Linked DNA regions of Mus musculus: all the other regions are linked to region 5. The links are chromatin contacts, called in public HiChIP or PLAC-seq and promoter capture Hi-C maps. All regions are on one chromosome and are shown on one strand. The core of a region is the stretch at or near the end of the contact, and the rest is flanking DNA. Distances in the headings are between cores, read along the strand shown. Region 1 holds the start of Pdxk (pyridoxal (pyridoxine, vitamin B6) kinase). Region 2 holds the start of Agpat3 (1-acylglycerol-3-phosphate O-acyltransferase 3). Region 3 holds the start of Cstb (cystatin B). Region 4 holds the start of Gatd3a (glutamine amidotransferase like class 1 domain containing 3A). Region 5 holds the start of Pttg1ip (pituitary tumor-transforming 1 interacting protein).

Evidence for each region. Promoter capture Hi-C pulls out the DNA fragments that hold promoters and counts their contacts. HiChIP or PLAC-seq counts read pairs in DNA pulled down with a chosen protein or histone mark. Capture Hi-C pulls out chosen DNA fragments and counts their contacts.
Region 1: a FOXA1 HiChIP or PLAC-seq map of pancreatic cancer cells shows a contact between it and region 5. The contact joins the promoter of Pdxk here to the promoter of Pttg1ip in region 5. A contact is called at or near these places in 1 of 115 datasets of contacts at active chromatin or transcription factors (pancreatic cancer cells) and 2 of 9 other capture datasets (adipose tissue and liver).
Region 2: a contact with region 5 is called in a promoter capture Hi-C map of pre-B cells, with 2.4 times the contacts expected there. The contact joins the promoter of Agpat3 here to the promoter of Pttg1ip in region 5. A contact is called at or near these places in 1 of 39 promoter capture datasets (pre-B cells) and 1 of 9 other capture datasets (liver).
Region 3: a promoter capture Hi-C map of adipose tissue shows a contact between it and region 5, with 3 times the contacts expected there. The contact joins the promoter of Cstb here to the promoter of Pttg1ip in region 5. A contact is called at or near these places in 2 of 39 promoter capture datasets (cranial neural crest and pre-B cells), 3 of 115 datasets of contacts at active chromatin or transcription factors (bone marrow-derived macrophages, memory CD8 T cells and pancreatic cancer cells) and 1 of 9 other capture datasets (adipose tissue).
Region 4: a contact with region 5 is called in a promoter capture Hi-C map of pre-B cells, with 5 times the contacts expected there. The contact joins the promoter of Gatd3a here to the promoter of Pttg1ip in region 5. A contact is called at or near these places in 12 of 39 promoter capture datasets (the 3T3-L1 cell line, 3T3-L1-derived adipocytes, the C10 cell line and 8 more), 4 of 115 datasets of contacts at active chromatin or transcription factors (bone marrow-derived macrophages, embryonic forebrain, embryonic midbrain and 1 more) and 2 of 9 other capture datasets (adipose tissue and liver).

What each region holds. Positions count from the first base shown.
Region 1 is chr10:78,463,503-78,467,941 of GRCm38.p6, forward strand. Pdxk (pyridoxal (pyridoxine, vitamin B6) kinase) reads right to left here and starts at 1,446. Exons shown (of 11, transcript NM_172134.2): 1 at 1,259-1,446. The coding sequence starts at 1,345.
Region 2 is chr10:78,349,234-78,353,747 of GRCm38.p6, forward strand. Agpat3 (1-acylglycerol-3-phosphate O-acyltransferase 3) reads right to left here and starts at 2,467. Exons shown (of 10, transcript NM_053014.3): 1 at 2,394-2,467. Gm40709 (a long non-coding RNA gene) reads left to right here and starts at 3,250. Exons shown (of 3, transcript XR_871856.3): 1 at 3,250-3,694; 2 at 3,931-4,374.
Region 3 is chr10:78,423,754-78,427,784 of GRCm38.p6, forward strand. It overlaps Cstb (cystatin B), which reads left to right and starts at 1,917. Exons shown (of 3, transcript NM_007793.3): 1 at 1,917-2,104; 2 at 3,174-3,275; 3 at 3,558-3,869. The coding sequence starts at 2,039. The coding sequence ends at 3,686.
Region 4 is chr10:78,168,155-78,172,405 of GRCm38.p6, forward strand. It overlaps Gatd3a (glutamine amidotransferase like class 1 domain containing 3A), which reads right to left and starts at 1,601. Exons shown (of 7, transcript NM_138601.3): 1 at 1,441-1,601; 2 at 1,219-1,271; 3 at 655-768. The coding sequence starts at 1,575. It overlaps Pwp2 (PWP2 periodic tryptophan protein homolog (yeast)), which reads right to left. Exons shown (of 21, transcript NM_029546.2): 21 at 2,756-3,980. The coding sequence ends at 3,806.
Region 5 is chr10:77,579,903-77,584,259 of GRCm38.p6, forward strand. It overlaps Pttg1ip (pituitary tumor-transforming 1 interacting protein), which reads left to right and starts at 1,753. Exons shown (of 6, transcript NM_145925.3): 1 at 1,753-2,025. The coding sequence starts at 1,920.

The DNA of each region.
Region 1 (4,439 bases), core at 196-2,695, 880 kb after region 5:
TGGCCCCTTAAGCTAGAGAGCAAAGGTAAAGAGCATGAAGCACCAGACCAGTGCATTCTGGATAGAACAAGAATGCCTACACTAGACCGTGTGGGTGAAGCACTGTTTATCAACCAACAGGCGCTCAAACACTCAGCAACTGCCCTTGCCTACAGACTTTGATCTCCTATGCTGTATAATAACAATCAATTGCTCTATTTGTCTGGCAAGCAAGCCTGATTCAGGACAGTCCTCTATTGTCCTTAAATGCAGTTCCAGCCACCTGTTTTCCTTCCAAGTCCTTCTTTCAGGTCCATGGTAGCCAGAGGCTACACCCTAACATCTCCCAGGAATCAGTTTAATGGCTAGACATGAGCGGAAGGGGAACGGGGACCTGCCACCCTGCTCAGTGACCAGCCAAAAAAGATACATTGCAAGAGGCCACCACCTGGTTGCCCAGGCCAGCCCAATCTTCCTGCTGGACCGGCCAGGCAAGGAAGCTCCAGTCAGCTGATATTGCCTATGACCCCTATTCTAATGCCCATGACAACCTGGTTCCCTCCAAGGGCAACCAGTCACAAGCAGGAAGCACCACCTGCCAGAAATGATCAGAGATAGCCTCATTCATCACACATCTCACAGGAGATAGGATCTGGGAAGAAAAGGCTACAGCCCTTCTAACAGGTTGCTTCCAAAGCCAAACTCAGCAAACTATGCTGTCTTTTAGGAATAAAAGCAAGCACGCGGGAGGTGCAGAGTTCCAGCCCCATCTCTGCGGGTGACAGACCACCCTAAGAGTGTTCAGACCCAAGCGTGGGCCCAGCTTCCTCCTTGGTCCAAGTTCATAGAATGGGTAGAAGCAGAACGTGGATGTCTGCAGAGAGCGAGCAATCACTAGCCAATGTGTCTACCAAGAGGCTCTCCGCGCTCCCAAAGGAAAGGATTCTCCCAGCTCAGCATTTTAACGCTTCGGGAAGCCCCTGCCCACTGTTGGTCAGGCAGACGGAAGCAACAGGGACCCTCAGGCGCTACCGTGTGCGCCACAGCCGGGCAGGGGGCTTCGTGCCACCTGCACCACCCCGCTGTAAGCTCCCCAGGGTAGTCCACGCCCCCGGCCTGCCTGCGCCAGGATCTGCCCTCAGCGCGCCCAGCGCTCAATAGGGACCCAAAAGGATGGCCACAGGGGGCCAAGGTCATTAGTCGGAAAAGGCCACGCAGCGAACCCGTAGACCCGCAAGTGAGCAGCCCGGCCCGGTTACATAAGCAGTGGAGCGCATACCTGCAGAGGGAACATGGCCGCTCTGTTACCCACGTAGCCACGGACAACATGGCTCTGGATGGAGAGCACCCGGCATTCGCCCTCCATGCCGGGAAAGCTGTAGTGGCGCGTGGTCCAGGTGGTGTCACAGGCTGGGGTTGCTCAGGCCGCTCGCTCGGATTCTGCTCCGAGCGCTTTAAGCACGCGCAGTCGCTAGGCTTGGACGCGCTCCCCGCCTCCTCTGACCTCAACAGGCCGGCTGCTAACCCGCGAGTCCCGCGCGGCGAGGGGCGGGCTGAAGGCGGTGCCTCACGCAGGCCCCGCCCCTCCGGGCAACGGGACCTGTGGAATCCAGCACATGAGCTCCTTCCTCTGTGCTCCATCACGTGGCCTCACATCCCTTTTTGCAGATCTGTCTGTGCGTCAGGGGGTTCGCCTGTATCACACTCCACAGCACGGTACTTTCAGTACACACTGTTCCACCTCCTTGGCCCGCGGCGCTGATCACTCCATGGGTGGCATACTCCGGAGCTGCTGTCCAAAGAGTTTCCACTGAGCTCCAGAGCCTGAAGACCCTCAGAGATCAGGAGATCCTTTCCAGCCACGCGGCCTGCGTGGAATCCCAGACCCAGTAGGGCTCACAGGCATCTGATCTCAGGCTACCCTGAGTCAGGAGTCACGTGCCCCTTCTCAATATAATAAGAGATCTTCTCTAGGCTCAAGTCTGCTTAGAGCCACTCATGGGGACAGATTTGAAGGGGCTGCACTGGTCTTCCCCTCTTCACTACCCACCAAGTCCTCTCAGTCCTAGGGAAAGCGCACCTCTCTTCCTGTCCCATCTCCAGACCTACACTTGGCACTCCTGTGGTCACGGACACACCAGGGTCACAGATCAGTGGCACAGGCCAGTATGTCAAGTTTGCTTTATCTTGGTGAGAGAGAGTACTGGGGACCAGATCTGCTCTGAAGAGAAAGGAACATTCCCATTGCTTGGGGAACAGATCAGAAAAAGGAAGTGGTTTTGAGGCTCCGTTGGTGGGGTGCATACCAAGGCCCCAGCACCAGAAAAGCTGTAAAGAAGAACCAAGTTGTTAGGAAGGCTTGACTGGAATCAACTAAATGGAAGTACATTGGAGGAATAATTAATTGCTTGCTGATAGTAACGTTTGCTGGATACTATGTATGTGCTAAACATTTCTTGTAACTGAATCTTGCTAGCCTGGAGCAATGGTGTACATTTATAATCCCGGCATTTCTGTGTTTGTGTATGTGTATAGAAGACCTCTGGTGTTATACTTAGGGAGGGGCAATTCACTTTGAGCTTTTCTTTAGCTTTTTTGAGACAAGGTCTCATGATGTCTCTCTCCCTGATCCAGCTCACTATCTAAGCCAAGCTGGCTTTGAACTCAGAGACCCACCTAACTTGAGTGCCAGGATTAAAGGTGTATGCCACCACACCTGGAACTGCCTTGGATTTATTTTATGTATTCATTTACTTAGATACCCTACTAGGACCCGGAAGTTCTCTCTTAGTTTGTCTAGGCTTCCTGGTTATGAAGCCCCTGGGATCTACCTGTTTCTATTCCTCATTGCTGAGGTTACAAATGCTGTTCTAACCAGGCAGTGGTGGCTCACACCTTTAATCCCAGCACTTGGGAGGCAGAGGCAGGCAGATTTCTGAGTTCGAGAATAGCCTGGTCTACAGAATGAGTTTCAGGACGACTAGGGCTATACAGACAAAACCTGTCTCAAAAAATAAAAACCCAATAAATAAATAAATTCTGTTCTTTTGTTTGTTTGTTTAGGCAAGGACTCACTATGTAGTCCTGGCTGGACTCGAACTTGCTATGTACTCTGAGTTGGTCTCAGAATCAGATCTACCACTCTTCACCCCCTGAGTACTGAGATTAAAGGGGTGTGCCACCGTGCCCGGGCAAAAAGTTTTAAATTTACATTTGTATTTAATTCAAGTGCGAGTGGTGCACACACACGCCACGGTGCACATGCGGAGGTCAGAGGACAACTTGCAGGAGGAGTTGGTTCTTTCCTTCCACCGTGTGGGTTCCAGGAATCCACAAATCCTGGTTTTGTGCCAAGCGCTCTCACCTTAGTCAATTACTTGCTCCCTGGATTACACAATTTTTTTAAACCTTTGACATCTTAGTGATTCAGTTGTTTTTTGCTTGGCATGCTGGGTCGAGGGAGGGTTAAGAAGAAACTCTAAAGGACAGCTCTTGAATGGTTGACATTGTCACTGTTAATAAGAATAAATGTGACTCAGAGCTCATATGTCCTTCTGTCCCCTAGCCCAGGGAACTGTGGGGCGTTTATACGCAGCTCTCAGATTCTGCAGGACACCTTCAGACAGGCAGTGCGTGGAGCCCAGAGCTGAGCCTCAGTTCTCCTGCATAGGCTTGCCTCCTCTGTGGGTCATCTGAGGACTTGGATTTAGGGATTGAATGTGGACAGAGCTCCCTGGCATAAGGCTCCTGCAAGCAAGTGGCCTTATTCAGGATTTCTGTCCCTTCATTTTTTTTTTTTTCCTCTTTCTGCTCATTCGGCATGGAGTAGCCTCAGGCCTTTGCCACTCTGTGTTGAGCCTTCTGTAACGTGACATGGACTAGAGTGTGGCCAGACTGCAGTGTGACTCCAGGAGATCACAAACCAACTAGCATTTCTCCCTTAGTCCCAGTGCAGTCAGGAAGTAGTCCCTGCTTTGCCTTAGCACATTCTCTGCTGAGTGGGGTTGGTTTGTGGCAGGATTTCCCTATATAATTCAAACAGGCTTCAAACTCAGATCCCTGCCTTGGTCTCCAATATTTGGTGACAAGAGTCACTGACTATGAAACCTAGACAGGACCTTTCCATAAATCTAAAGGACATTATAGCCCCTTGGTGGACTCTGGCAGCCCTGAGGTAGTCCAGCTCTGGGGGTGCAGGGGAGCTATGACCTTTCTGTGGCAAGTGCCTCGCTGATGGGCTGCTTACCATGACTTTTCCAGTATTAGCCTCCTGGCTCTCTCAGGAAGCTAGCCTAGAAAAGGCCTTTATTTCAGCTCTAGGTAAGGCAGACAGACAGACAGACAGACACCCCCCCACACACACACACTGACAGTATCAGGATGTGAATCCCTACAGCTTGAGAGGCAGCCCTGGCAGTTCAGAGCAGCTCTGAGTAACAAGGCCAGCATGATCTCTAGGA
Region 2 (4,514 bases), core at 1,217-3,716, 770 kb after region 5:
TCCCAAAAGGAATGGAGACACTGCCCATTAATGATGCATGGTTCCTGGGTCACAGAGGGACCTTTGGGCTCTCTTTGGGCCTTTGGGCCACTGGCACCCTGATCCAATTGAGAGCACCTAGCTTCTTCGGCTTATTATCCTAAGTGATGTGAAGCACTCCAGCCAGGAGGGAGGCTTCTGCCTGTCATAACCTGAAAGACTTAAGTGTGCCTCCACTCACCCCTACTAACATCTAAAACATATCCTGCCTGTGTGTCTCCCATCCACATGTGAGGAAGAGAGGTAGCCATGGCAAGGCACCCAACTAGTCCAGTAGCCAGTCACAGGTACAGCAAGACCCACGTACCTCATCAGCCTGTCTCTCCATCCCTACAACTAAGTACAGATATGCCCAGGTGACAAGTGTACACTGCTGGACTTTGGCTGACAAACAAGATCAGAACATGCCGGACTCTAAACAAAGCAGCAAGACTGTCCAAAGAAGAACCGCTATTGCAACCGCCTGAAACAAAGCATCGTGAGGTTAATACGCTCAAATTAACCCTGCAGTCACTATGAGGTCGTTCTAGGAGTGACCCATTGTCCAGTTACTCACTTTACAAATCAGGGGAAAATCATTTATATGGTCCCAGTGCTCTTCGGTTAATGGATGAGGACAAACCCCCATGGAGTCCGAGTCCCTAAGTAAATGTTTGACAGAACTCAGCCCAGCCCTAGAGCAGCAGAAACTTCTTAATGAGAAGACTAAGCAGCTACGGGGCTCATGTCAGACGAGTCAGCAAGATGCCGCTGGCCTAATGTGGCCGGTCACACCCAGAGACAAGCTGTTCAAACCTCGCCACCCACAGAATGAGATGGGAAACATCACAGAGGTATGCAAAGGCCAAAATGTGGTTCAGAGTCTGTCAGCGTTTGAGAGAAGGGAAAGTAGTGTGGGGTACACACAAGGAATGCAGGGAAAGCAGCCATTGCTCTGGCAAGAGAGAGAGTAGGGGATGCCAAGGGTCCAGCACTGGATCTGAAAAAGCAGTGACACTGCAAAGCCGTCGGAGAAGGGAACACACACAGTTGGTACCAGCTCCATCCTCTGAGAGGCTGGACCAGTTAACCAGCACCAACTTGTTAGGAGTGAGCTTGGATTAACGATGCCATTCTAACTCCTGAAACAACAATAAACTTCCATCTTTGCTCATCCCATACTATACAAAGATCTTACTATGCCCTACCTGCCTCCAAGTGGGCCAGAGACAGATGTATACAGATTTTTACTACCCTGACTGGGCTGGAGGAAATCAGAGTCCCTTTGCTCTTCATTTAAATTCTGGCTGTGGAGATTTGTGACATAATCCAGGACAAGTGGCTAGCCTTGCTCCTCAGACCCCAGTGTGTTTCAGAGTCTGTTAGCACAGAGTCGCAGCTATATGCCCCAGAAAAGAAGTAAACAACTCCTCTACTGCAGTAGATGCTCCTTTTGTAACTTCTGAAGTAGATCAGTTACTTTCTGTTCAGTTTCCCCAGTCCCCTAGAACACACAGGCACTGTCCTTCCCAGGTGCTGGGCCTGTTATCTGGGAGCAGCTTAGGGTGAGACAGAGACCTCCCTTCATTTCCAGCATCCCTCCCATCTTCCTTCCCTAGGAGACACTGTATTTAACCCACTTCCCACCAATTCCACAGGCAACTTCTAAGACCTAGACCTTCTGCCCTGCTGCTGTACAGATAAGAGCAGGTGGGGGCCACACACAAGGCCTCCAGTAGGTCCAGACTGAGTTAGGTCAGACATCCAGCTGACATCCACCTGCTGAACATAGCCATGCTGAGGAGCACATGCCACCAAGACCAAAGAGAGGCTGGCAAAGCCATTGCATGTAACTGCCTTTGGAAACAACGTAATTACAAAGCACAGAGTGTGATACTAGGAATCAATCTTATAGGCTAAATCCTAAAGTTGGAAGGAGTCCTGCTTACCTAATAAGGGGAAGGGACAGTAAGGGAGTGATCAAAGTGCACAGAGACCCCTTTGAAAGGGGCACAGTCCATTTCCCAATGTCATCGAAGCAGAAAGAGCTGCTTCCACTCAGTTCCAACAGCCACCAACCCAGCACCCCCAACCGGCACCCTGTGTCCAATCCCAGAATCCAAGATCTTGGCTCTGGACGAGTCATTCCAATCTGTCTCAAATCCAAGTAGCCTTCTCGTTTCCCAGGAAGAAGAACCCAGTCTCTTAAGTATTCTCTTAGAGAAGACTTTCCACACTGCTTTAAAAAGTTAGGTTTGAAAGGCCATTTCTAAAATCATTTCCCTGTGCCCCTAAACTTCTCTCGAAGTTAAAAAGGAAACCTGAATATATTTTCCACCCAGCTTAAGTGTTCACAATCCTCCTGTCGTAGGTACCTGGGGTCAACTGCTCCGGGGCTCCAGGCCCACCGTGGACAGGTGTTTTCCTCCAGAGGCTCTGGTTACTGAATGACCCCAGCGCCTGAGTGAAACGTGGAAATTCACAGTCGGCCTTTGGTCTCAAACGCCAAAGTCAAGAAAAAAAAAAAACAACAACAACCGAGCCCTCGCACCTTCCTCCAGGGCGTCCCACCTGCAGCCCTCCCTCCGCGTTGAGCAAGCAAAAAAGTGAAACTAGCCCACAGGGCCCCGAAATCAGGCATGGGGGGCTCCCCCAGAGCGAGGAGCCGGGAGCCGAGCAAGGTTCCCCCCGGAGAGGGGCCCCAAGGCCGCCCAGGCCCTCTCGTCGGGCCCCGCATCCCCATCTCTACCCGATCGCCCGCATCCCCAGGCCGCCGCGCACCCCGCACAGCACCGGCGGGCCGGGCAGGCCGCACAGGGGCCGGGCGGGACCCGGAGCCTCCAGGCGCCGCGCTCTCCAGGCCGCGCGCCCCGCGGAGCGCAGCCGGCCACTGCGGCGGGGCCCGGCGACCGCGGGCGGGGGACGACCTCCGGCGGCTCGGCCGGGCTCGGCGCGGCTCACCTGCACTCCACCTGCTGGTCGCGGTTCTCGCGTCGGGCGCGCGCGGCCTGGGCCCGGCCCGGCCCTGCGTCGGGGCCTCAGCGAGTGCGGCGCCCGCCGCCCCGGGCCCCCATCGCCGCCCTCCGCCTCGGCGCCGCCGCCACTTCCTGTGCGCGGCGATCCCACAGTTCCGCCGGCGCGGGACGCCAGGCGCGGGGACGCGGGGACACGCGCGGACCGACGCGCGGGGGAGGAGTCGCGGCCCGCGGCGCAGCGGCGACCGCCTCGGCCAACGGACAGCAAGCGGGGGAGGGGACGCGAGGCGCGCCCCGCGGGAGCAGCCTCCACCCTCCCTGGCCAGCGGGATGTTCCTAGACCCAGTCCGACTCCCTTTCAGCTGCCTGCGGTCCTCCGGAGTCCCACTGGGGTGTTCCTGGGCCCAGCTTGAATCCCCTCTTTTAGCCCACTGAAGTCCTTCTGGGGTACTGCGGTGTTCCTGGGCCCAGCCTGGATCCCCTTGTCCCCCTGAAGTTCTTCGGGGTGTTCCTGGGCCGTACTTGGACCCCCGATGGTTCCCTGGAGTCCTCCTGGGTTGCCTCCCCCAAGAACTGGAATATTCCTAGGCCCAGCCTGGATTTGCCTCCGTTCAGCCTCCTGAAATCATTCTGAGCCTCAGCCTAGACCCCTTCCCAGTCCCGGAGGTCCCCTTGAGACCCAGGATGTTTTGATGGCTCAGGTTAGACTCCCCTTCCTTCTGAGTCCTCCTGGGGACGCCTGGAAATTTGGGGGTTCCCCGCCAATTAATTAGACCCCATTTCCCTTATCCTCCTGGACCCCACTCCCAACACACACCCCATCCTGCCCCCAAGTAAGGATCCCATCCTGGAATCCTGTAGGATTGTCCCCAGTGCCTGGTAAGGCACCAGGATCGCTTTTCACTCCCACGTGCTGTACCCTTTGATTTATTTATAGTTGGCAACTGACTAGCAACATTGTATCCACAACCAATCCAGGAGGAAACCTCAATTAACCTAGTCCAGGGTCTTCCTAGGGTCAGCCTTGGGTCAGAAGAAGGTCAGGACCCTCTTCTCTAAGAAGCCTGTTCCGTCCATAGTGAGTCATCGGATCTGAGGACCAACAGCCACCTGAGTCTCCTTCCCTCACCAGGCAAGGGACTGATCCTAAAACAGGCCAAGAAGGACTGTGCAGGCTCAGATGCTGCATCAGGACCAGGCCATCTGCACACCACTTGAAACCTGTGTGGCCTCTTGCCTGCTCAGGCCTTGGGATCCAAGCCCTATTTTCCAAGTTCACTTGAAAACGACTTAGGCCATATACCACAGGGCGAGCTGCCTACCTGTAAAAGCTTCTGTTCTGGGCAGGATCTCCTGTTCTAGGGCAGTAACAGACAGGAAAGTATGTGCCTTCCCATAATGTCACAATTTACTGAGTAATAAATCCCCAGCTCTCTTCAACTACATAAGCTGCTGTGACCACCAGCAAACAGGTTCTTTCACTCCAACACGATCTTAATTACTAACTTTAATAACTCATCA
Region 3 (4,031 bases), core at 667-3,166, 840 kb after region 5:
GCTGCCAAGTTCTGCTGCTTGCTGAGGCTGGGAACTGACCCCCTGCTTTCCTTCACTGCCTGAGCTTGGTTGTCCTGAAACTTGATCTGAAGACAAAACTGGCTTCACACAACTGCTGGGATTAAAGGCATGCACCGCCACACCTGGCTCTAAACTTTCTTTTAATTCCTTTTCACAGGCTGAAAGCTTAGCTGGGCAGACTCTTGCCCTGAAGTCACCATTCCCTTTATGTAAACATTTGGCTTTTCTGTTACCTGTTTAACTCCTTAAAAAACAGGATTTAGCTCCTTTCCACTTCCTGGTGCCCCCTTTTCTGTACATTTTGTATTTTTTACTTCCTCAGCTTGCTCCTTTTCATTATAGATCTTCATAAGAGTGACCACTAACAACCACACAAGAGAGTCGATACTGGGCCATTTTGAAATTTCCTCTGCCAGCTCAACTAATCCCAAAGACTTAAATTTAGCCTCACGAAGACTTTTTAGACAAGAGCAAAAAAGCAACCACGTTCTTAGCCAAAGCTCGAGAACAGTCTGTAGGCCACATACAAATAGTTTTGTCCTCTGAAACCTCTTGAACCAGACCCCCAAAGCTCACATCACCTTCATCACCACTGTCTTCCATATTCCTACTACTATGGCCCTATGAACTATTAAGTGATCAATTGCTTTTCTAACCCAAAATCCACATTCCTCCAAACAAAAGCATGGCCAGGCCTAATCCCAGCAATACTCCAGTGTCTGGTACTAACTTCTGTTTTAGTTTGGGTTGACTGCCACCACCACAAGTCTCCATGTATGTCTGGGCACCACTTGCATCCCTAGTGCCCATTGAGGCCAGGGGGTGGAGAAATAGGATCCCATGGAACTGGAGTTGTGAGCTAGTATGTGGGAGCTGAGAATTGAACTCAGGTCCTCTGGAAGAGCAGCCAGTTTTCTTAACTGCTGAGCCATCTCTCCAGCCCCTCACTTGGCTCTTTGACTGGGTTCCAAATATCAAATTCAGGCTGTCGCACTTCCGTGGCAAGCCCCTTACCATGAGCTACCTCTGCACCCCCAAATTATTTTTTTTAAGCCAAGGTCTCACTGCATAGTCAGGTTAGCTTAGCCTCTCAAGTGCCAGGATTGCAGGTGTATACCATCATGTCCTGCTATCCAACTGTGACAGTTTTGCAAACGGAAACTCGGGTTTGAAGGTCACTCAAGTAAGAGCACTGACAGAGGGCATATCCGGGGTCCTCATGGTTCCCAGCCTGTGTTGGGTGTGTGAGAATAGAGTCTCACCCAGAATAGACCACCTACCCAGCTCTGTGGGGCTGGGGCTGGGATCCCCAAGCCCCGCCTACCGCCTGACAAGGCCATGTCATTCAAAAAGAATGGAATTCCCAGATAAGCTCTTATTTCATGGGGTTATCCGGACCCAAAAACTAAGTCCACGTTGGGGAGGGGAGGAAAGGATGGGGCCAGGGGTCAAGGAACAGGGATCTGAGACTTCTAGGTCCTCAATCATCTATTTCTGTATCCACTCTATGGAAGGAGGGATAGGGACCCATCAAGACCCCCACTTAATAGTCACAGGACAAGGGGAAATTGAGATGTCCAGGGCTGTACTTCGTGTCCACCTACTCCATGGAAAGACTAGGACCCCTTCTCACATCTCTGCATCCTGTGAGGACCCGGAAGCCCCTAAGCCGGGTCAGAGATACTCCTACAATCACTTCACGACCATTGAGGGGCAATCAGGACTCCCAGCCTCCAAACCCTTCTTAGCGTCCGTTCAGGGAAAGGACGTGAAGCACCCACCATGCCTCACCCTCCGCCCACGCCCAGCCTGGGTCTCCTGACTCTGCCTGGAACGGAGGGTGGTGACAGTAAAGAGAGCGAGCGAGAGGGTGCGGCGCCCCGCCCCGTCGCTCTGTCACGTGCTACGGGTCCGGGGGGGCGGAGCCAAGCCAGGTTTTTCTAGGGTCCAGGCACCCAGGTCTCCTAGTTGGATCTGTCTTCAGCTTCTCCGTGCTACCCCGACTACTGCTGCCAAGATGATGTGTGGCGCGCCATCTGCCACAATGCCAGCCACGGCCGAGACGCAGGAGGTCGCCGACCAGGTGAGGCTGGGCCCAGGTCAGGCCAGTCTGAGCCAGGCCTGCGGAGACCCGGCGGCCTCAGGGACCGGCCTGCCCAGACTGGTCAGGTCCTGCAGCGGGTTTCCGGGGCGGCCACAAGTGTGACTGGGAGCTGGGGGCTCTGGATCTGGTTGGAAGATTCAGGGCCGGGAACTGGGGCGAGTCTTCTGCCGCTTGCATACAAGAGGGCCACTCACCTATTAGGGAACTAGCCCCGGGATCGGTGGAGGGATCCGGTGGTCCCAGAGAATTCAGGAAGGCAGCTGTTAGAACCTAGACGGCACCTTTTTGACTTACACCCAGGCCTAAACAAGAGAAAGCCAGACTGGGCTACTGTGCTTGTCTCCTCAAAAGAAAGAGCTAGGACTGTTTAGCTCAGTGGCAGGAATTCAACTGATACCACCACCACCATCACCAACACCGCCCCTCAGGGAAAAAAAAAAGGATCAAAACCAGAAGTTGTAGAACTTGCTTGTGCCTAGTCTGAAACGAGGGGGTGGACCTTGGGCCTGGGCTGCCCTTCCTGTGACTGTTAGCAGAGCAGAGATTCAGTACAAGGTAGGGGGAGGTTCAGGGTATTAGCAAGAGAAGAAAAGTTAAACAAATCCTCTCTTCAGCTCTCCTGCCACGCCCCAAGCCCAGGACCCTGTCCACTAAGCCTAGCTGATCTTGGGAGGTGTTTGCTCTGACTGAAGTGGCCAAGAAGGAGTGAGTCAGCTCCATGAGACCCTAGAAATGAGGAAATGTTACAGACACACTGGCCAGGCAAGGGAACCTTGGCCACGTGCCACATCAGCACTCAGGAGGCAGAGACAGGCGAGTCTCTCTGAATTTGAAGCCAGCCCAGTTTGCTTAGTTCCATGCCAGCCATAGCTACATAGTGAGACCCTGTCCCCCCCCCCCCCAAAAAAAAGGAGCTGTGTTGTTCTTTATCAGTGGGGCCAACAGTTTACCATGTCCCCCGGAATGAGGAGTATTGAAGGCTGGCAGTGTGTGTGTGTGGGGGCACCTGTGCATGAATCTAAGTCCTTCCTTCTCACCCACCATCCAGGTGAAGTCCCAGCTTGAATCGAAAGAAAATCAGAAGTTTGATGTCTTTAAAGCCATATCCTTCAAGAGACAGATAGTGGCTGGCACCAACCTCTTCATCAAGGTGGGTACTGATAGTAGCTTGGCATGAACTGGGGACATAGTCTCAGAGTAGAGCAGAGTGTCCTGCAACTTCCTGCAGAGAACCCCTTAAGGGGACATGTACATGTTCTGAGAGGATGAATTTGGGGTGTTAGGGTTCCCGGCCTTAAAGGAGGAGACAAGGGTTATCACTGGCTAAGTTAGTGGCTGGTGGCCTGTTCTGGCTCAGTTTCTAAGGCTGGGTTAAGCCTGGAACTGGAACCTTACCTTTCACTCACATGTCTGTCTGTCTGTCTTCCTCCAGGTTGATGTTGGTGGAGATAAATGCGTGCACTTGAGGGTGTTTCAACCCCTCCCCCATGAAAACAAGCCTTTGACCCTGTCTTCCTATCAGACCAACAAAGAAAGGCACGATGAGCTCTCCTACTTCTGATTCGGGGCTCCTTTGCACCTGTGTTTGGGACCACGTAGTAAAACCCCCCTCGGTGATGGAGAGAAGGGAGTTGAGCAGCTTCTGTTGTGATTCTCAAACTGCGTTGTATTTTGCATCCTTCCAAATAATTATTTTCAGAAAACTGTATATGATCTCTCTAAATATATATTTTTAGAGACTATATGAATTGTGTCCTTAGTTTTAATTTTTTTCCCCTTTGTTTGAAAAATCACAGTCACACCAGGCAGTGGTGGCTCATGCCTTTAATCCCAGTACTCAGGAGGTTAAGGCCAGACTGGTCGGTCTACTGAGTGAGTTCCAGGACACCCAGGGCTACACGGAGAA
Region 4 (4,251 bases), core at 351-2,850, 590 kb after region 5:
ATAGCTACAGCATACTTATATATAACAAATAAATAAATCTTTAAAATAAAAAAATGTAGTTGTGCTGGGCATAGAGTCAACTGCTTTTGATCCCACCAACACTTTGGAGGCAAAGACAAGAGAATCTCTAGGAATCCAAGGCCACCCTGGTCTGTATATAGTGAGTTCCAGGCCTGTGAGGGCCAAACAGACTCTGTCTCAAACAAACAACAAAAACAAAAACCCGAGGCAGTGGTGGAGTATGCCTCTTATCCCAGCACTCAGTAGGCAGAGGCAGGAGGATCAGAGTTCAAAGCCAGCCTGGTCTACAGAGTGTGTTCCAGGACAGTCTCTCTACATAGAGAAACTTTGGGAAAACAAAACAAAACAAACAACCCCTCCCTGCCAAAAACAAAGCAACAAGATAAAGGGAACACAGTACCACACAGGGACTAGCCAGAGCAGAGCATGACCACCTCACACCCAAAGGCTACTGCTACCCCTGTAACGGTCACGGGGAGGTCAGAAACATTTGGCCCATGGCCATGTATTTCCAGAACAGCCGGATGACAGTTGCTTTGAGGGACAGACACTTGATCACATAATCAGGAAGGCTACAGTACAGGAGCTGCTCATGGGAACAGGGCTCTTGTAAGGTCCTTTCCCTACCCATACCTGCTTTCCCTCTCAGAAGGCTCCCCCTTGGTGTGGTCAATCACGTGCATCTGAGGGACATCGGGAGCAAAGATCTGGACCTCAGCCCCGCCTCGGCTCAGGTGCACCAGGATCCTATATGAAGAAAATCCACAAAGACATCACTTCCAAATGTGTCCTCCGGCCTCACAGCATGACGATTTTACAGATGGACTGGCACCAAGTGCTGGGGAATTCCTAGTTTATAGGACACCTAGTTGCTTTTACGAAGGCACGGCTCCTGCCGCTTACAGACTTCTGCAAGGTAAGGGTAGAACCAGAATAAGTAGGCAAGGCATCCTTTTACTGACTGATGAGCAGCGAGGGTTGTTGACTCCGCAGGTGTTGCATTTTGGGTATGTTCAAGACCCCAGCTTGCTGCCAGGCATTCTGCCTTCACCCAGGGTCCGGGTGGCATCTTTTGTGTCTTGGCTGTGCTAACTTTGGCTTTGGACTTATCACGATGTGAACCCACTGCGCTTGGTCACCCTCTGGCCATTTCTGCCTTTTAAACCAAGAGAGTGTTTACAAACTCTGAGGACTTACGCTGAGGCCTCATGGATCTCGGTTCCGTCATAGACTCCACAGCCCGACAGCACCTGCAGGAAGAGAGGCACTGACGAGGGCGAGGGCCCAACACGCAATTACCGAGGGAGGGGAGGCTGAACCCCACCAAGAGCCGACCTTGGGCGGACAGCTGGTCGACCCCAGGCTGCGGGGACCTAGCAAGGGAAGGCACTCGGCCTGGGAGTCTGGCTCTGCACTCACCAACGCCACCCTGGCCCCGGGCCGCGGTGCGGAGCTGTGAAGGGCTGCGCGCTGGGAGGGAGCCCGGTGGTATCTGGAGAGCGGTAGGAGCGCAGAAGCCAGCCTTGGCGCCACCAAAACCCTGACGGCAGCCATCACGAAGGGCAGCCAGCCACAGTGGTGTCAGGAGAACGTGCGCCGTGGGGCGGGGTCGCGCCTGGCCAATGGAGGAGCGCGTAACAACCCCTTTCTGGAGAGGGCCAGTGGGTGGGGCCGCGCCTGCGCAGTGACCGACGGCGTACGGGAAACCCAGCACCTTTTTCCCTGGAGGACTAGCGGGAGGGAGGGGCCACAGATCTCAGGACACGCCCCCCCTCACCTAAGAGACCGGTTGGCTGGACTTCTCCAGCTCAATGACCGACCGAGCTGGGACACGCCTCTTCTCGGTTTTGAGAGGGCAAGCAAGCAAGTATGCCAGGTTAGGACCTTCCTGCGATCGACCTTGTTGAGCGGCCCGGTCTGCCTAGTTAATGTTTGAAGGGCGCTCATCTTGGTGTAGGCCACCTTGACTACCTATTGCAATTCCAGTCTATGCAATGACTAAAAACTGATTTTAAATAACGGGGTCAGAGCAAGCCCCGCGCCCTCACGGTGCAATCGTAAATTGCTCCTGCCATTGTGTTCTGGGTACCTCTGCAGCTTCCTCACAGGCCACAGTTCTGCCAGTCACGATTCAGTGAAGAGCTGAGCTGAGCATCGTACCTTCCATTTCCTATTTTGAATCAATGTGATTGCTATAGTTGCATACAGTCCGGTGTCCATCGGGGTAATGACCAGATAACTCCCAGAGTTTCACTGCCTCTCCCTAGCCACAGTGAAGGCTGTCAAAGGTGACCTGGCTTCTCTCAACTCCTAGGGATAATTAGCTGCTGGGTGTTCCCATCTTAAGATGGGAACCCTTTCACATTTAGGAGACATTTAGGCCTGGGATGCACAGTATATGCAGAAGCCAGGGAGCATACAGAAGTGGGTTTGGTGGCCCAACACCATTACAGCGAGTCAGGGATTATTCAGTTTCAGGGGACAGTAGTTGGGGGGAGGGGTGGAGCAGTGTCAGGCAATTTGCATCTGGCTGTCCACAGGGGTGGAGTGGGCATGGTTACCACGGAGCAGACTTGTAAAATACTCCAAACTGAGCCCAGTTTCTGGTATGAGAATTAAACTGGATGAGATGTATGAGATGTATGGTGATGGCTGAAGCATGGTTCAGCACTACTTGCCTGCCCTTCCCTGGGCCCTCAGTTCCACATTCATACCACACACAGACAAAACCAGTAAAGCTTCATAAAACTGTATTTGTACTGCAGATGGGGATCCCAAGATGGCACCAAAACAAGCGGGTCCTTGTCTGGGCGGCCAGGGGCCTGGCTGTCCCTGGGCACATAAGAAGCAGTTTCCTTTTCTACCCCAAGCTACACAGAGAAATGCTCTGCAGAACAGGAAACCTGGCGACACCAGGCTAAGCTCTGGCTTCTCCCCATAACGGTGTTCAAGCCTGAGCGGGTTCCAGGTGACCAAGACAGTATAGTATCAGTGTATCCTGAGTATGACAAGGGTGCGACAGCTAATGGCTCTCAGTGCACCAGGTGCCACACAGATCCATTCCTGTGGCCTGGACAGAGGCCAGTGAATAGTTATCAGCATGAGTTGGCACCTGTGGGTCTCTTCACTGGCGAGTGACATGCTGGGCCTGGTCAACCCCATGAACAGGAAGTATCGGTAAAGCACCACTCAGGCATGTCCCTTCTCCCACATAACCTGTACATACTGGCAAAGATCAGTCCAAGCTTCCCTGGCCAGCCTTGGGCTGTCACAGCCACCCGCTGGGGTCAGCCCAGCACACACCATTTCTTCACTACTTACAGATATCAGGGCCACAGGCCCGAGCAGTCACCGATCTCCCTGCTTACTTGAAGACAATGTCTCACCCAGGACACATTAGAAACACCGGAAACTCAAAGTTGAGAAGCAAAGTCCTCACATTTACAAAAAAGCTCTTCCCAACCCGAAATTCATCCTTAGAGCATCGTATTAAAAATATAAATAACTCTGACAGAAAGTTTGCAAGTCCACACTTCTAAACCTTCCCTAGGAAGTCTGTGCAGGGCCATCCACAACGCAAGCATTCTGGGCCCAAAGCATAAGTGTGCCCGCTGTATCCTGGTCCCGGCCCTGAAAGGTTGGCTTGCTGTCTCATGGCAGCATGAGCAGTCTCACAGGAAGAGTCCGGGCTGGAGGGTCTCGGGGTCTCTGGCACCTCCCACTTCCTGGGCCCAGGAGCACAGTGGTTTCATCTCCAGCCAATCAGGCCGTGAAATATATGGTTCTATATCAGCATCTCCTCTTCCTCTTCTTCACCTGCAGCTCTGAGTAGGTGCAGACTGTCCTCATCAGATGCATCTGAGTCCTCTTCTGTGTCCACAGGTTCCAGGGTGCGTTTCATGCCCCGCTGCTTGGAAACTGCCAGCACGTACTGGATGTTGAAGCGGTTCCAGTCACAGCTGGGGACAGAAGGCGTTAGGTCAGCACCAGCATCCTGCTCGGCTGCCACCAGCAGGATCAGGTGCAGCTGTCCCCAAAACTTATTCCCTCCTTAATTCAGTTCCAGCTCTACCCGGTGTAGTGCAGCATCTGGCCTGCTCTCCTTGCTGGCCCTTCCATTACAGAGGCATTCCACTGACAGAGGCAGGGGGCTGATTCTCCACATTCACAGGACAAAGGGCACGTTTCTGGCCCTATCTCCCAGAACCATGAGTGGGGCAGAAGCCAGTA
Region 5 (4,357 bases), core at 503-3,002:
GATCTTCAACCTCAGATACCTCAAACACAAGGATGGCAGGCATTGGCTACCTCCCCACTCCCAACCTGGCACCAGAAAGCTGGCTCCCTCACCATATTACCCTTACAGTTATCAGGCTTCACTCCTTGTTTGACCTTATAAGGTTTCCCTCACCCCCACAACCATGAATATGCAGAATATGCAGATAAAGCATCTTCCAGAACCCCTGCCCTGGCCAATCCAATGATACATGGCCACAAAACCTTGCCTTAGAGACTCTGACCACTAACTGGAGGGGGGCGTGTCCTTTGTCCCACTCATTTCCCACCCAGATCCCGCACTGCACTAACCAGGGCCCTGCTAAACTTCCCTTGCTCTGGACCAGCTCAGTGATACAAAGACCCTGAGTCCTCCCAAGCTCAGGAATTGAAATCCCACCAATCCTCATCCTGGAAATCTCCACGGGAAGCCCCACCCCCAAGAAATCCTATATAAGCTCTGCCTTTGGCTTCGTTCTCTGCTGCTTTTCACCCTAGCAGAATTAGCTGCCCTCCTGTTTTTGTTGTTGTTGTTGCTGTTGTTTGTTTGCTTTTTTTCCCTCTCCATAAATCTCTTGTGTGCCTCATGTGTCGTGTGACTTTGTGGTATTCCTTGGCTCCCAATTGCCAGGAAGCCTCTCTAGCAGAGCTGTAACATTTTCCCCGGAACAGAACTTGGCTGGGGAAAACCTGCCTGGCCGAAGTAAAGCTGTAACGCTTTCACTGGGGAAAGCCTCCCTCTGGCAAAGCAGAATTGTTACACTTTGGCTGGAGAAGTCTTCCTCTGCAGAGCAGACCTGTGACACTTTCCATGGGAACCCCCTCCTGCAGCAGAACTGTTATACTTCCTTTGGGAAAACCTTCTGCCGCAGCACCAGGAGTGGAGCTGGAACGCTTCAAGCCTTTCCCTTCAGAGTTGCAACACTTACAGTCATAACTAGCTTGTATCAAATGGACATAAAGCTGGTGGGCTCAAGCTTGTATCCTATTTTGCTTACTCCTACTGGAGTCTGGGTCTTTAATGAGTCGAGAAACTTGGGATCCAGAGTCCCGCATTGATCTTTTTGGTGTCTGGCTATCTAGGTCTCTGGTTCATGCACAATCAAGCAGGGAAGGTACCCTCTTACTCAAAGCTCCTGTGTCTTCAAGTTTGCGTCCCCAGTCACTATCAATAAGGATTTGTTTTGTTTTCTTTGAGTCAGGGTCTCATTGGTTAAGGAAGACCTTGAACTTCTGATCCTTCCAATGCTCCACCCCCAAGTGCTGAGATGATAGGTGTGTGTTATCACGACTCATTTGTGAGGTTCTGAGGATGGAACTCGGAGGCTTTGTGCATGCATTGGTTGCCAGGCAAGCAATTCTACCATCTAAGCTACACCCTCCACATTCCCTCAGTGATTTAAACGCCTTTCAGTAACAAGTTCGAGACAGCTTGGATGCTGTTTTAACGTAAATCCACAAAACCTGCCCTCTGGACACGCATACGGCTCTGGCAGAGAATTAACAGGACTGGCAGAGGTTTCCAAGGGTTGGCGGCTACAGAGCAGTTGTGTTAGGCAGAGCAGCTGAGCCTCAGAACCCGCCTCAGAGTCCAGCAGCTCCATTCCAGAGCAAGTGGCAAAGCTTCGCTGTCCACTGCCCAGCCTAGTAGTCTACTACGCACGCGCGCTGCTCTGACGCTCCGGTTATTGCTCCCTCCCCGCAGTTCCAGCAGCGCGCAGGCGTGCTAAGCCTCAGCTGCGCCCGTAGGCGGGCGGAGGTCAGGGGGCGGAGCCAGCGGCTGCGCACTCGCAAGCTCCGCCCGTCTGGCTAGCTTACGGAGGCGGAGCGCTTACTGTGGAAACATCCTAGCTCGGCGTTGGAGTTGAGTCGCCTGAGGTCCCCGCCGACGACGCACTCACCATGGCGCCTGCTAACCTTGGGCTGACGCCGCACTGGGTGATGCTCCTCGGTGCCGTGCTGCTGTTGCTTCTGTCCGGAGCCTCCGCGCAGGAACCTCCGAGAGTGGGTAAGGCCCGTGGGCCTAGGGGCCGAGGAGTAGGAGGAGGGCGGCCGGGTCGGATCCAGGGCGGAGTCCAGCCCGCGGGCTTGGCTGCCTCTGCGCTCACGCCCTCCCTTGAAGCTGGGTAAGGCAGCCAGCCTCTGCTGGAAGTTAACGTCGTGCCCTGAGGCACGAAAGACTCGGCTAGTCGGAACCGACGCCTCGGCACCTGCTTAGCATCTCGGGGACCATCTGCATTCCAGCACTGTTTTTGTTTGAGGGGAATCAGGGAGCTGACAAGTTGTGTCCAAGACTGAGGCTTGGTCAACTTTGACCTTTGTACGCTCGCTAGAGTTGATGAGGCGCTGCAAGAGAGTATTTTTGTTAGCTCAGGCTCTCTCAAGGTGTCTTTACACTCTAGCCTGTCACGGTGTGTTTTCTCTTTGTGACCTTTTGCCAGTTGTCGCGTCTCTCTGTTTAAGTTTCTTATCTGCTCCCAGGTATGCCTAGGACCGGTCTGGGACTGCCTCACTCCTGCTACCTTGGTGAGGGTGACTAAAGGAGCTGACCCTGGCCGCCCCGGGGAACTTGGGGCTAGATTCTCCAGTAAGGACTTTATGCCAGGCAGAGTGTTGGGGAGCCTGTGGAGACCCAGGACCCTTCCCAGTGTCTCAAGGGTGTCTGCTGCGATACTGGGGGGAGGGGGGGGGGCACGAACCTTCACCTGTTACCAACCACCACGTGTTAGGTGTAAGGATTCTACTCCTTGACATTCTATAGGGAGATAGCTGATGTTTAAAACGGCTAGTCTTTACAAGGAATTTGCATAAATTTACATTACCGTATCCTGTATCCCAAAACTCGCCTTTTTTTGTTGTTTGAGACTGGGTTCAGGCTGGTTTTGAACTTTTTTGTTTGTTTTTTCGAGACAGTGTGTCTCTGTGTAGCCCTGGCTGTCCTGGAACTCACTCTGTAGACCAGGCTGGCCTTGAACTCAGAGATCCGCCTGCCTCTGCCTCCCTAGTGCTGGGATTAAAGGCGTGTGCCACCACGCCCAGCTTGGTTTTGAACTTAAAGGTGTCTGCCTGCCTCTGCCTCTCAAATGCTGACCATAAAGCATTTGCCCTGCCTGGCAAAACTCACCCTTTAAATATTTTTTGTGTGCTTCACAGAACCTGTAGTAGATTATAGATCCGTAGAGTGAAATTTGCGACATTGAGGACACTTTGACAGGGCTTTTGGACCCTCTACTAATGGCGTGTGGAGTCACTGTCTCTGAGCTTCATCTTGGGAAAACAGTCCCTAAAAGGGCTGCAGTGGTGTTAGGAACACTAAGACACAGTGATGGCTGGTGCAGGTCTCCAAGTAGTGGGTCCTTACTGAACACCCCAGTTTGTAGAGGAATCTGCAGTTCCCCTCCCTCTGTCCCTGAGGAACCTGCCTTAGTGAACTGTATTATTCAATACTGCATACATGCCTTTTGGGGTGTCCTGCCCCTCCTTTTCTCAAACAGTGCAGTGTTGAGGACTACTTTGTCAAGCAAGTGTACTCCCAACATGACATTCGAGATGTCCTCTGAGTTCTGAATTCTGTCACCAGAGTGGGCACTCTTAAGCCCTTTCAAGTTCATTTCACTTGGGGGCACAGGAGATGGCAGCATGTTTCATAGGTTTACAATGAGTAAGGTTCACTTCCTTAGTTTCCACAATTATTCCTTTCCCACATGTAGGTGTGTCTTTTTGTCCTGAGGACCTGAGTCGACTCACCCGAAACGTCAAGGACCCACTCAGAAGCGAGTCACTATTTATTGCCTTTCCATTTAGTTATTAAATGAGTCTGAAAGTTCTTTAATAATGAGTAAATAGCTATTCTAAACTGAACTCTAAGCCACAGTGCCTCAGAGTCAGGACATCCGTGATCAGCATTGAGAAACCACAAGGACATTGTTCCTATCTCCAGTGTGTGGTTGGCTGTGTCCCGTGATGAGGTGAGAGATACTGTGTGTGGCCTCCCTGAAATGTGAGCCACGGGGCAGCAGGTTGTCAGTGTTTCCTTCCTTGCCACATGAGTCTGGGAGTTACTTCAGCCAGAATGCCTGCCATTGATGCTCTCCGGTACACAAGGTCTGTGGAGGAGGAGGGCTGGCCCCTGGGGATTCAGACTGCCAAGTAATGGGCAGGGCCAGCATGGCCATTCTCAGGGACTCAGGGGCTCAGGGTGTGTTTCTTGGAACTCAGTCTTTCAGTTCTCAAAAGCCCAGTTACCAAAACATCCTGTAACAGATCCGGACCTCGTCATTCCGGGGACATTGTGTGGGCTGATAGTAAGCAAGACCATCCTTTCTTGTGGATGACTTTGA